Linked DNA regions of Mus musculus: regions 2, 3 and 4 are each linked to region 1. The links are chromatin contacts, called in public ChIA-PET and Hi-C maps. All regions are on one chromosome and are shown on one strand. Each heading gives the region's core, a stretch centred on a gene start, on an enhancer-like site or on the middle of the called end of the contact. The rest is flanking DNA. Distances are from core to core; before and after follow the strand shown.

The links. A called contact is a pair of places that touch in the nucleus more often than the background predicts. ChIA-PET counts read pairs in DNA pulled down with a chosen protein or histone mark.
Region 2: a contact with region 1 is called in an RNA polymerase II ChIA-PET map of memory CD8 T cells, with 12 read pairs. The contact joins two enhancer-like sites. A contact is called at or near these places in 1 of 15 datasets of contacts at CTCF or cohesin (pro-B cells), 4 of 484 Hi-C or Micro-C datasets (Th2 cells, liver, palatal mesenchyme and 1 more), 6 of 115 datasets of contacts at active chromatin or transcription factors (CD8 T cells, T-cell acute lymphoblastic leukemia, bone marrow-derived macrophages and 3 more) and 1 of 9 other capture datasets (embryonic stem cells).
Region 3: a Hi-C map of cerebral cortex shows a contact between it and region 1, with 2.3 times the contacts expected there. The contact joins two enhancer-like sites. A contact is called at or near these places in 2 of 484 Hi-C or Micro-C datasets (Th1 cells and cerebral cortex).
Region 4: a contact with region 1 is called in a Hi-C map of CD8 T cells, with 1.8 times the contacts expected there. The contact joins two enhancer-like sites. A contact is called at or near these places in 3 of 484 Hi-C or Micro-C datasets (CD8 T cells, Th1 cells and cerebellum) and 5 of 115 datasets of contacts at active chromatin or transcription factors (CD8 T cells, T-cell acute lymphoblastic leukemia, embryonic stem cells and 1 more).

What each region holds. Positions count from the first base shown.
Region 1 is chr12:26,067,075-26,070,334 of GRCm38.p6, reverse strand. No RefSeq gene overlaps it. Among named protein-coding and RNA genes, the nearest start is that of Gm29835, 90 kb to the right of the region's middle. Within about 2 kb of position 1,799, at least 104 of the 459 cell types and tissues checked have an H3K27ac peak or open chromatin away from gene starts, as enhancers often do. A contact at or near this core is called in CD8 T cells, T-cell acute lymphoblastic leukemia, Th1 cells and 3 more, where this site is marked.
Region 2 is chr12:25,700,798-25,704,057 of GRCm38.p6, reverse strand. No RefSeq gene overlaps it. Among named protein-coding and RNA genes, the nearest start is that of Gm36886, 230 kb to the right of the region's middle. Within about 2 kb of position 1,642, at least 32 of the 459 cell types and tissues checked have an H3K27ac peak or open chromatin away from gene starts, as enhancers often do. A contact at or near this core is called in CD8 T cells, Th2 cells and memory CD8 T cells, where this site is marked.
Region 3 is chr12:25,755,744-25,759,003 of GRCm38.p6, reverse strand. No RefSeq gene overlaps it. Among named protein-coding and RNA genes, the nearest start is that of Gm29835, 220 kb to the left of the region's middle. Within about 2 kb of position 1,708, at least 9 of the 459 cell types and tissues checked have an H3K27ac peak or open chromatin away from gene starts, as enhancers often do. A contact at or near this core is called in cerebral cortex, where this site is marked.
Region 4 is chr12:25,783,193-25,786,452 of GRCm38.p6, reverse strand. No RefSeq gene overlaps it. Among named protein-coding and RNA genes, the nearest start is that of Gm29835, 190 kb to the left of the region's middle. Within about 2 kb of position 1,727, at least 29 of the 459 cell types and tissues checked have an H3K27ac peak or open chromatin away from gene starts, as enhancers often do. A contact at or near this core is called in CD8 T cells, T-cell acute lymphoblastic leukemia, Th1 cells and 1 more, where this site is marked.

The sequences.
Region 1 (3,260 bases), core at 550-3,049:
TCCCTGGTCAATTCTGTCCACTTTGTACTGGGAGTCTTGGGGAGACAAAAAGATGGATTTGTCCACTATTGTGGGCAGATGACACTATTGTCCACTGAATGACTGGCTCAGAAACAGTATTTCAGCACTGAGGGTCTCCTTGTTTCTATAGCCAAATACATCATTCTTTTTTCTTAGAAGTTGTAACTCTACCACCACCACACACCTCTGTCACATGGCACTCTTCTTCTGTCTTAGATACCACTCAGGTCCCCATCCCAGGTCCTGGGTAATAGCACTCAAAGAGCTGTATGTTCCTCACCCCATCTTTGTTCAGAGTCCCCCATACCTAGGGCTGAGCATCCATCCCTGCTGCTGTAGGATGCTAACTCCTTTCTGCCTTCAAGCTCCGTTCTCCAATACGAACTTATCCATTCTGTTTGGATTTCATTGATAAAATGAGGAACATTCCCAAGAGAAATGCAGGTGTGGCTCCTCTCCAGTGTTCAGACGTTGTAAAGACCTCAAGAACATTTCAAGAGAGGGGAGGCCTGCTTTGCAGGCCCGCTATGATGGACATGTGGTCTTTGGCTCCTCTGGGATAGGTAACAGCTCTCTGCATCTCTCTTCTCTTGAACTCCAACATTTCAGGATGAGATTTAAGTAAAGCCTGGAAGTGGCAGGTAGCAACTCCAGAGAAGGGTGGAGACAGGCTAACCAGAACCCTCTGGAGACTGCTGAGGGTAGACAGGACCTCCGTGAGTTCCACTTAGGTCATGTTGTGGACCGTGATGACTTTGTGAACAGGGACTAGTATATAGTTATGCATTTTTTTATAAGAAGAAGCCTGATAACACACGCGCGCGCGCACACACACACACACACACAGAGAGAGAGAGAGAGAGAGAGAGAGAGACAGAGAGAGACAGAGAGACAGAGACAGAGACAGAGAGGGAGAAACAAAACCCTCAAATGCAAAGAGGCCTGCTTTAGTGTGTGTGTGTGTGTGTGTGTGTGTGTGTGTGTAGGAACAGAAGCAAGACTAAGCCACCAAGCAGGCTGCAAAGTGCAGACAAGCCAATCAAAAGTGTGACAATAAGAGAACCTGCCTTTGATGGGGACACATCTCGGGTTCCTCTACTGCCCAAGAGAGATATCCTGCTTGGCCCAAAGCCTGCTCAGGTACTCTTAGGATTCAGAAACTTGGAGTAGAGTGTGTAAGCATAGCTGCATGGGTCTTCATCAGCCTGCTGTGCTGGACCTGGGAATTCTAGCAGGTTTGACAGCTTTACCCTTTCCTAGTGGATTACATAAAGAAGTTTTTGCCACAGTCAATACGGAGTTTTAAAATGTTAAGGACTGTAAATGGAAGCAAAACCAATCGATGCTCTGTGCTGGTCCTGTGATAAGCAAGGGATCTGGACCCCAAGCTTGTTTTGAAGACTGCCCAGAGAGCAAGGGAAGCCAAGGAGAGAAGGAAGTGGTACCCAGAGACAGGAAGGGAGGCTGCACTATAGGTTCACGCCCCGAGTGATGCTTTGGGTCCCAGCTTTACAGTGCAATGTAAAGGGTATGAAGCCAGAGCAGGTGTTCTACAGAGGAACCACCCTGTCGGTAGGAGGGGAGCAGCCAAGAGGGATCCAGGAAATGCCATCTGTCCTTCAGAAGCCCTGTCACCACTGGGGCTGGGGCGATCTGAGTAGCTTCCAGCCCCGGCTGGCTCTTGCCATCCTGAGCCTCTGGCGGCTCTGCCCTCTCCGGAACTGTCTTACTCTTCTGACTCTGAAGGCCTTATTGATTGCTCAAAGTGAACTCTCAGCCCACGGCTTCCTCCACCCCTGGGCAGCTTGCATTTCCTCTGACGTGGTCTGTGTCTTCTCCCTTCCCCCAGCACCCTGAGCTTTTTACATTTCAAATATTTGACAGCTGGGTGAACTTCTGCTTCCGCCCAAAGAAGGACTCTTTGCAGTTCACAATGGCCGGCCAGTGGCGCAGGGGCAACTGTCGCTCCAGCTGTGAGAGAGGCTTTTGCAAATGCTCCGGAGAAGCTGCTGTCCAGCTGCGCGCCTCGCCCTCTGGCAGCGGGCTGCATTTTAATCAACCGGCTCTCACTCTCTGGGAGAAGGACTCATTTGTGGGGCTGGAGCAGATGGCCCCCGCCCCCAGCGCCCCAAGATCCTCAGGCCTTCCGCTCCGGCAGGTGAGGCCTGGTGATGTCAACGCAGGTGTGGATTGGAGGTCCCAGCTCCAATCCAGACCCCCAGAGCCTATGTTAGCGCTGCCTGTATTAGGCATACAGATCCCTAGAGTGCACTGTAAGGAACACACAGCCCTGGGTCCACAATACTGGAAGCTGGAATCCTGTAGATAATGAGAAGAAGATGCCAGATTTGATGAGAGGTGTACTGGGCAGGTGCCGACATTCTGCCCACCATCAGACGATTTGAACTAACTCAGCTTCTTGAACACCTCAGTGTATCCCCAGAGAGATCTGTGAACCTCCATCCCTATGTGTGGAAAACTCTGTGAATATCATGAGTGTCCCTGCCTGTATATATCTTATCCATCTTGTCAGAGCTGGTCTGGGCTGTCCAGCCTTGCAGCCCAGTTGTCTTCTCTGAATAGCTATGACATTTCTCTATGGTGCTTTGCCTGCCTTAAAGAAGTGTTCAGTAAATGCCAGGTGCCTTAATTTCATTAACTCCCCTCAATACCAGATGGGTCTAATCCCTGTTTTCATCCAAGGAGGCAGACACGAGGATTTCCCACTGTGGATGGTGCTGATAAAGCCAGGTTTGATGCCAGGTAGTCTGCCCCTCGCCCCTTCACACCCTCTGTTGTGCAAACTTGTTTGAGATGTGCCCCAGCCCTGCTTGTCTGATGAGAATTGTTGTGGGGACTAGACCTTGGCATTCTTCATCTCAGAGGCACCTAAATAGTATACCTGTGCAGCCGTGCAATATAAAAGGGAGCTACTGCCAGTTCTGCCAGCACCATTTGTTGAAAATGCTGTCTATTTTCCACTGGATGGTTTTAGCTCCCTTGTCAAAGATCAAGTGACCATAGGTGTGTGGGTTCATTTCTGGGTCTTCAATTCTATTCCATTGGTCTAAGATCAAAAATTCAGGTGACAGTAGATGCTGGCGAGGATGTGGAGAAAGAGGAACACTCCTCCTTTGTTGGTGGGATTGCAAGCTTGTACAACGACTCTGGAAATCAGTCTGGCACTTCCTCAGAAAATTGGACATAGTACTACCGGAGGATCCAGCAATACCTCTCCT
Region 2 (3,260 bases), core at 393-2,892, 370 kb after region 1:
ATTTTAAATTTTGAACAATAGCAAACTACAAAATAACACTTTCCCCATGACTTCAATCACATAAAAATCTTTTTTAGGTGAACCAAGAACAAGCTAAAATAGAAGGGAGGGGAATAGATAGATAGATAGATAGATAGATAGATAGATAGATAGATAGATAGATAGATAGAGAGACAGAGAGAGAGAGAGAGACAGAGAGAGACAGAGAGAGAGAGAGACAGAGAGAGAGAGAGAGAGCAAGCCTGTGTATGGTGAAACAAGAAAACATTTAACCCTTAAGAGCACTGTCTGACAACACCATCCCTTTTCAGTATATAAACAAGTCCATTCAGCATTCAGTTGTAGACAAAGTCATCAAATTTACTTGGAGCTGAGCAAGGGGTTTAAAAGGCTGAGAAACAAAGGGTGAAAAACATTGGAATCAGACATCAAGTTTCAGAATATAATACAGATGGCTTCATGGTTGAAGAACAGGAGTCTCTAGAAGTAACCAGAAGCCCACCTGGTGCCTTTTACAGGCATTGAGCCAGAATCATCCTACATGTTCATCAGAGCCACACAAAATTTAGTACGAAACAGAAAAAAAAAAAAAGCCCAATCATATGTTTCCATTGACTACTTAATATATCTATTGCTCAGCCGCTGCAAACTACATGGGGCTTTAAACATGCAGAGTGTAGAAATGACTTAAGAAGATGTGAAAGTATCTGAAGGTTTCTTGTGAGATCTGGATGAGGCTATTTGCATACGACAGCCAGAGCAAAACCACAGGAAGCTATCTCCACCTCGTTCACTCTTCCTTCCTTTTGCTCCAGCCCATCCATCCTTCTTCTCTCACCACCAGGGCCCCCTCCCAGTAAACTCCAAGCCACGTGACTGTTTTCAACATCTGCTTCCTTTCTTCTCTTTCATAGAAAGCACGCATGAATAATCAGACCGCTGCTGTTAATTGTAAAAATCATTAGTAAACTTCCAGGTGCTGTTTACTATATATGCATTGTAATTTTCTATCCTAAAACCAGCAACTCCCCCGCATCATTGTCTGCCCTGGGCGTGAGCACTCTGCAGCTTGGAGGCTGTCAAAGGCGGTTGCAGCCCCACTTGCAGGGACTGAAAGGGGTCGATCCACACCTGCAGTGTTTGAGGCAATAATTCCTAATATTAACCAGACCTCATGAGGAGCGGGCCCTTTTGCCAGCCTCCTCATGATCCGACACTTACAATCCACGTGAACTCTTTGAAATAAGCTAAGATTGGCCGGCCCCCTCCCTGAGTTCATTCTTCTCTCTCCCACCATGCCGCCCTATTGTCCAAGGGCTCTGGAATGAGACTCGCGGAAGATTAGAAAGGAAACCCAGACGGCATGCCAGTCTACTGCCTATGACAGAGGGGCCTGCGTCTTTTACACCACAGAGGCGGAGCAAGCCGGTGGACCCGAGAAAGCCACAAGGAAAGGAAAGGATGGTTTCTGGAGCTGCACCTGAGAAAGATCAGAGCTCAGAGGAAGTAACTCGCCCGAAGCCACACAAACACAGCCTAATGCTTTGGTTACACAAAACACACCGCAGCTTCCATCTGTTTCCTTGAAGGCACCTGTGGTTTTCCTTCCAGCATTTCAAGAGACAAGGAAACAAAGCTTGCATTTACATTTCCCAGGTACAACCAGGCACCCCGCGCACCTGCTGCTCCCTGTGGGCTTCCACACAGTCCTAGTTAGCTTCAACTGTCAAACTGACACAGCCTGGAGTCATCTGAAAGGAGAGCAGAACCAGGCTGACCAGCGGTTGTATCTGTTGGGCATTGCCTTTAGTGTTAAATGGTGGAGGAGGGCCCAGCATACTGTGGGGGACAGCTGGTCCTGAACTATACAAGAAAGCTAAGTATGGCTGGGCGGTGGTGGGGCACGCCTTTAATCCCAGCACTTGGGAGGCAGAGGCAGGTGGATTTCTGAGTTCGAGGCCAGCCTGGTCTACAGAGTGAGTTCAGCCAAAGTACACAGAGAAACCCTGTCTCAAAAAAAAAAAAAAAAGAAAAGAAAAGAAAAGAAAAGAAAAGAAAAGAAAAGAAAAGAAAAGAAAAGAAAAGAAGAAAGAAAGAAAGAAAGAAAGAAAGAAAGAAAGAAAGAAAGAAAGAAAGAGCGATCCAGCAAGCCACAGCCCTCCATAGCTTCTGCTTCAAGTTTCTGAATGAGCCCTTACCATGACTTCCTTCAGTGGGACTGTGATATTGAAATGTACACAAAATGAACAATTGCTTCTCTAAACCACTTTTGGTTATGGTGTTGCAACAACACAATAGAAATCAAGCAGGTGCTTACTCCGTTCCTGTAGGAGAAGCACTGACAACTTTCTGGGTCCTGTGAAGGAATGCACCTGGGTCCCCAAAGGCTACTCTTTGACCTAGAATGTGCTGCATTTTGTGAGTTTACACCATGGTCAGTTCCTACTGCTAGCTTGTCACTCGCTCATACACCTATGTCAAGGCTTCTTGACATGCCTTGAGAAAGACAGCTTTGAATACATGAGTGAATGAATTAAAACCTACCAAAATGATTTCTATTACCTATACCTCTCATAAATGTTAGCCCTAAGAAGTTCAACACCAAAGTTCAATGGCAACAGTGTGTTAGTCACTTTTCTGCTGCTGTGGTGAAACACTGTGATCAAGGCAACTTATAGAAGAAAGAGTTTATTTAGGCTCATGGTTCCAGGGGGTTTGAGTTCATAATGTTGGGGACAGAATGAAGGAGGTGGAAGGCACGGTGGCTTGAGTGACAAGCTGAGGGCACATGTCTTGTAACATAAGCAGTAAGCATAGATAATGACTGGAAATGACATGAGGCTTTAATCTCAAAGCCCACCTCCTGTGACATACTCCCTCTATTAAAGCACATGTCCTAAACCTTCCCAGACAGCTGCACCTTCTGGGAACCAAATGTTCAAACGAACAAGATGATGGGGGACATTCCTCACTGGAACACACATGGTAGGTGCAGGTGGATCTCGGGGTGGGTAGGGTGGGGGCGGAGAATGGGAGCAGCGTAAGGAGGTGGTGATCTTTCAGCAATTTCCATAAAGCTCGCACCTACCGCCCACTTCAGTGCACCATAGTGACAAAGTGACAGTGGCCTCTGCTGTAGTCTGAATGAGACACAGCCTCACAGGTCTCATGTGTTTCAACATTTGGCAGCTTGAGACACTGTTTGGGAAAGGGTATGGGACCAATAGGACGAACTTGCTGAAGAAGTATGTCACTGGGGA
Region 3 (3,260 bases), core at 459-2,958, 310 kb after region 1:
TCTGAGCTTTGGGGCTAATATCTACTTATCAGTGATTACATACCATGTGTGTTCTTTTGTGATTGGGTTACCTCACTCACGATATTTTCTAGTTCCATCCATTTATCTAAGAATTTCATGAATTCATTGTTTTTAATAGCTGAGTAGTACTCCATTGTATAAATGTACCATATTTTCTGTTTCCATTCCTCTGTGGAGGGACATGTGGGTTCTTTCCAACTTCTGGCTATTATAAACAAAGCTGCTATGAACATAGCAGAACATTTGTCCTTATTTTATGCTGACAGGAGCCTGATTTTGCTGTCTCTTGAAAGGCTCTGCCAGTGTCTGACAAAAACAGAAGTGGATGCTCACAGCCAACCAATGGACTGAGCACAGGGTCCCCAGTGGAGGAGCTAGAGAAAGGAACCAAGTAGCTGAAGGGTTTTGTAGCTCTATAGTAGGAACAACAAATATGAACCAACCAATATCCCCAGAGCTCCCAGGGAATAAACTACCAACCAAAGGGTACACATGGAGGGACCCATGGCTCCAGTCACATATGTAGCAGAGGATGGCCTTGTTGAACATCAGTGAGGAGAGAGGCCCTGAGTCCTGTGAAGGCTCGACGCTCTAGTGTAAGGGAATGCCAGGACAGTGAAGTGGGAGTGGGTGGGTTGGTGAGCAGGGGGAGGGGAGGTGGGATACAGGGGTTTCTTTGGAGGGGAAAGAGGAAAGGGGGTAACATTTGAAATGTAAATAAAGGAAATATCTAATTAAAAAAAGAAGTCTATGCATAAGCACAAATAAAAAAAATTTAAAGAAAGAAAGAAAGAAAATCTTGTAACAAAAATTAGTTCCTGTCCAAAGGAAGAACAGGGACAAAAAAAGAAAAATAAAATAAAATAAAAAAGGAATGTCCAACAGGTAGAGGAATAAAAAGATCAAAGGATCTCAGCTGGCTCCTACAAGTCCAGAATGACTGATGTAGCACCATCTTAACACCCTGGGCTTAAGGGTCAGGTGATAAGAGGTAAAATATGGAAGATTATAAATCTTTTACCTGAGTATTGCTATCTTTAGGAAAGGAACACTGCTATCTATGTCTTACTATTGTTGACCTAGAGGCTACCACTTAGTGGAAGAGCACTTGTCTAGCATGTATAAGACCTTCAGTTTAATCCTTAGCATTAAAAGTAATGATTGTGGAGTTTCTAAAGGGCATGTGTGCAGACTCTCTTGGAAATCAGGCTGCAGAGATCATACCAGTGAGCATCATAGCACCTAGTTAATATTATCGATTCAGTACCTGTCAATACCATAGACATACTGGTACACACAGAAACACACACACTCACACAGACATGTGAACACATACAAACACAGACAACAGAACACTGACACTCATGCATACCACACACATATGCATACCAAAAATAAGATTGGATGATAGAGTGTGCTGAAAGTCTCATAAAAAAATGGCTGTTGTCACAACATGTTCAGTTTTGAATAGCACATTATCATGTCTCCCTTTAGAAAGTAATAAATTTTGAATGGGATATTATTTTTGGCAGTGTTTTCAATTGAGTTCTTGAGCTGTTTTAGACTATCATAACCTTGCATATAGCAAGAAGCACACAGAGATCGTCATAGGATAAGAACTCTGTGAAATAAAACAAGCAGCAGCCTGGCATCGTCGCACGCTGGTCCTCCTGAATGGATGCACGTAGAGAAGCACTGCTATGGTAACCAGTGGGGAAGCATAGCCTCTTGGTTACCAGGAGCTGGGGCCTCTAGCTTTGCAGAAGAATGCCAAAATACCACTCATCCATCTGCATCCCTGGCAGCACAAAGATAGAAAATCCTTGTCCCCAGCTAGCACAGGCTCATGGGAAGCAGCCAAATGGGATGACAACCCAGCCTGGGCTACTCTTAGACACCAGGATCTAGAAGGAGTCCCTCCCTGCCTAGGGCCAGGCAACACAGTCAGCAATATGGTTATACTGAGAGGTGTCATGGCCAGAATGGCCTTGTACACAGAGACATGATGCTCAGAGAGCTTTCTATGATTTTCCTGTCTCCCGTATGACTCTCTATCATCAAGCAAAATGCTAAAAGCATACTTAAGGGCATGACACATTTTTATGAGGAAACCTCCATCACATTAACTCATCTAATCTCTATCAGCATGAATCTGGGACCCAACGGAGCAATGTTAAAGCACACTTTGACATATATACAGGTAGGTCACTCACCTAACTGTGACTGCATCGATTCCTCTGAATGAGAAAGTGCCAGTTGGATTCACTGGTGGTTTCTTCTGTCCTGCAGCTTAATGGACTTCTCCCTTCAACTCCTTAACCACTCATCCCTTTTCCCATGCCCTTACCTCTCACAGGCACTGAGAGAGACAGCGGCCACAGAGCATCTGGACTAGTATGCTTTCGGTTGCTGTGATTAACACTAAGACCAAAAGCAACTTGGAGGAAGAAAAGGTTCATTTCTCTTCATACCACCATGCCACATTCTATCACCAAGGGAAGCCAGAGCAGAAACTCAAGGCAGGAACTGAAGCAGAGACCATAGAATCATGTTGCTTACTGGCTTGATCCGTGGCCCAGCACAGCATGGTTTCTTACACAGTCCAGGACTATTGCCCGAGCTTTTGTCCCCGTCGGCAAGAACACGCTCAGGACAACCGGAATCTTCTGCGGCAAAGCTTTTATTGCTTACTTATCAGGAGGGAAGACCCCGAACCGGGAAAATGGCGCTGCTTATATAGCCTGCAGCGTGACGTTTCAGCACCTGATGTGGCATGACAGTTCCTGATTCGTTGCTCGCCCATCACCCCATTACTACGCTGGGAGATGGGCAGTGACTAGGCATGAGTTCACTCTTGCACTTTCGCATAAGGCTTATTTACTAGTTAGGCACAGCGGAGGCCAGCGCCATCTTATAATGGCGATTGCTCACAGCATGCACGCGATTGCTCGCTGCACGGCTCTCCACACAGGACCCTCTGTCTAGGGTATCACTGCCCACACTGGGCTATACACTCTTACGTTGATTACCAATCAAAAAGAAGCTCCACAAACATGGCCACAGGTCAACCCAATTGTGACAGTTCTCCAGTTGTGACACTCTGTTAACTCTGGACTGTATTAGATTGTCAGCTGACACTAACTAGGAAACTTACTGGGTGGGAGGGCTGAGTTCTAAATGCAGATTCTCAAGCTCAGTGGCATGTATGATGGTACTGGGAGGAAGGACCCATGAGAGAG
Region 4 (3,260 bases), core at 478-2,977, 280 kb after region 1:
CTTTCCACTGTTGAAGCTCTTTTAAGACACATCAGCCCGGGACAGTGGTGACTCCTTGTGTTCCGATGGCCCCGTTCCAAGGCAAATGTTTAGGCTTGGCGGAGGGCTTGACAAGTTGCAGTCAGTGAGAGTTCTGTGCTTTAAAGAGAGATAAACATGGAAGCCTTTTTGTTTTGGGGGTTTGTTTTGTATTGTTTTTAATTTGGAGGGGGTGGAAGAGCTATGAGGAGAGGAGCTGCTTTCTCAGCAGGCATATAATAGCCATACAGGTGCACTGCCTCCTGGTGACACAGGGTGAACATTTGACCCACAGAGCCCGGTGAAGCCATCCCTGGGAGAGCCTGGAGCAAGTGCAATGCTGACTGTGTGCAGCCCTGTTTGACTTGGCTGTGGGCCCTGCAAACCTGGCAACGAGTATAGCCCAGAGGAAAACAGCCTTGACATTGACTCTGGTCAGTGCCATGCTCCGGGCCACCTGTGGGTTTCACAACCTTCTTTCTATTGCCCACAGCATCCTGGCCGGTTAATTTGTGTTCCCAGAAAAGAAAGATCCCATTGCTCTCTTGCTCTGGTGCTCAGTATCTGGTCCAGGTCGATGCCTAAAGGCACTCACCTGTGTACACCTCCTAGTACAGGCGCTGGGCCAGCTGTACCCTCAGAAGTCTTTGTTCATTCCGGTTTCTCTCCTGTTTCCAAGCACCAATAAATATGCAAGTTCTATTGCGATGGGGAAGAAACTAACTAACGTTCAGTAAGCACCTGCCTGGAGCCAGGTGCTGTCACACACAGCACCTTGTTTAATCCTCACAGCAGCGCTATAGGCAAAAAGTTAATACCTATATTCACTTGATAAAGAGGGTGAGCTTCCGAAGGCTTAAGCAATCTGGAGGCAGAGTGCATCGGTATGGACCAGATTTGCCTCCAGTCTTCCGAATCTCAGTTTATAGTCTGCATTCACTGAGATGCCTCCTACGATGTTCTGGAAAGAATAGTGCAGGTGGGGTTTGGGGAGCTCTGATATTGTGATTTTCAGATGAATCATTGCTTCACTTAATGGTTATAAAATGAAGGAGTAGACAGGTTGTCTCTCAGAGTGCTTTTGACTTGAATGTATTACATATTACACGCACACATCAACAGTAAATATAACATGCATGGAATTACTGCAGAGATGGGCAGAGCTGTGCTCTTGATGGAGTTCTATCGTGGACTCTGTGGAGGAGGTAACTCTAAAGGTATCCAGGAACCTTCCTATACCAAGAGAAATGGCATAAGCTTCCAGTAATGAGGGCCATTTAATTTATATATTTACAATAGCCCATTGCTCACAGCTCAGCAGTTCCTCCTCTGGTCTTCCTTTGCCCTGGCTAATGGCTCTAGTCTGATGTGTCACAAATACAAGAATCCACACTGAGGCCCCCAAGGGCAGAGCAAGCTTTACAGCCAAGATACATGGCTACACCAAGGGTAGCCATGGGAATGATTGGAGAGGGGACTCTGTGCCGGGAACCACGGTATGTGAACACTTTCACCATCCTCACGGCATACACAGAGAAAGCAGAGGCAGCAGCAGCGCTATAGGCAAAAAGCGAATACCTATAATCACTTGATAAGGAGGGTGAGCTTCCGAAGGCTTAAGCAGAGCTCACCGATACAGACCAGACTTTACAGCTGGGGAAACTGAAGCCCAGGAAGTTCACACACTCAGCTCCTGGTGAGGGGAAGCTTGGAGCTTAAGCCCATTGGTTGCTCTAGCCAGAAGAAGTATGCCTGTGGTCTTTCTCTTGTGTCCTCATGCCCTGATCTCAAAAACAGAAGCTGCAGTGGAAAAAAAAATAACAGAAAGAAACCAAAGGTTACTAAATAGGCATGATGTGCTGGCCACGTGATGTGAGTCATTTGAAGTCATTCTTGTAGCAACACCTTGTTTTTTGTGGTATCTCGAATAAACCATGGCTGAGAAACTAGAACAGGTCTGTTGTGTAGGGAGTAGAGGTTTTGACTCCCTGTGGTCTTTCTGACTACATGTTCTACGTGTTACCTGTCACTGGCTGTTGGAGCAAGTCGGTTTTCCCAGGCTGTTCCTCTCCCCAACCCCCATCTGTAACTGCTTCCCTCTTTGTTTCTGGCGTGAGAATGAATCAGTTGCCAGTACAATCTTCAGGTCCTACTTATGTTGGGGAAAACCTCAACTGAATAATGGAAATGAAGAATGCTAAAACATAACTCTACCAAGTAGAACATTTAGATGTGTGCATTTACTTAATGTCTTCAGATCTATGTTCCCATGGACCAGGGAGGAGTCAAGAATAGCATAGCAATGATTTCAGCCCTCTGGATCCTAGTGCAGCTCGCTGTAGGGAGCCAAATGCCCAGTGTCTTTCCCTGCTGCCCTGTGAATGGATGCTGCAATTACAGGTGACAGAGCCTCTTGGGCCTTGTGAGCTTCTGTGTGGATTCTTGTACTCGTGACATGTCAGCGTATACCAAAGCAGAGGAAGAGCACTCCAGGACCTGCTAAACTACCACTATAATAGGCTATTTAAAAATACGTTGAAGTGCCAGAAAGATGGGTACCATAGGCCTCTAAGAACACATTCAAACAGCCGTCTTGAAATATATTTAATTTATGAAATCTTGCTATTAAAATCCAATTGACTCAACCAGATAGCTATAGTTTTAAGGTAACCACCTTCAGGGGAAGAGTAAGGAGTAGGAGAGAGGAAGCCAGAGGGAGAGGAAGCAGAGACAGGCTGTTGCAAATTAAGGAGGCATTTCTCGGCAGGCATTGCGACCCTCTCCCCAGGTGCAGCAGAAGCACTCCGTGGCTGGTGTTTAAACCTCTTTTTACACATGCTTCTTCCCCCCACCCTCATTCCACGTGATCACGTGTGTCTCCAACCTCTACTTACTTACCAAAATGCATGACAATCTGTTCATAGGAATGCAAGCTAATCCCATTTTAAAGTTAGGCAATTGTCAAATTGTTTCAAGCTGTGAGAGAACAATGTCAGACAATCGTCTAGGCTGTTTGGAACCCCCTGGAATCCCAAATTTGATTCCCAATCATTCACTTTCTTAAATCATCAAGAAAAAAAATTTTTTTTACTGTAAAATAGCAAGTGTTAAAGTTGAAATGGAGACCTCACGTTGCTTGCTGATTTAAGAAAGAGCAAGCTTTTGGAAGTTGTTTGAACACAGGTGCATAGGAACCCAGCGGGTCTCACTCACCTTTTGGCTCCATTCCAAGTCCCATGTCA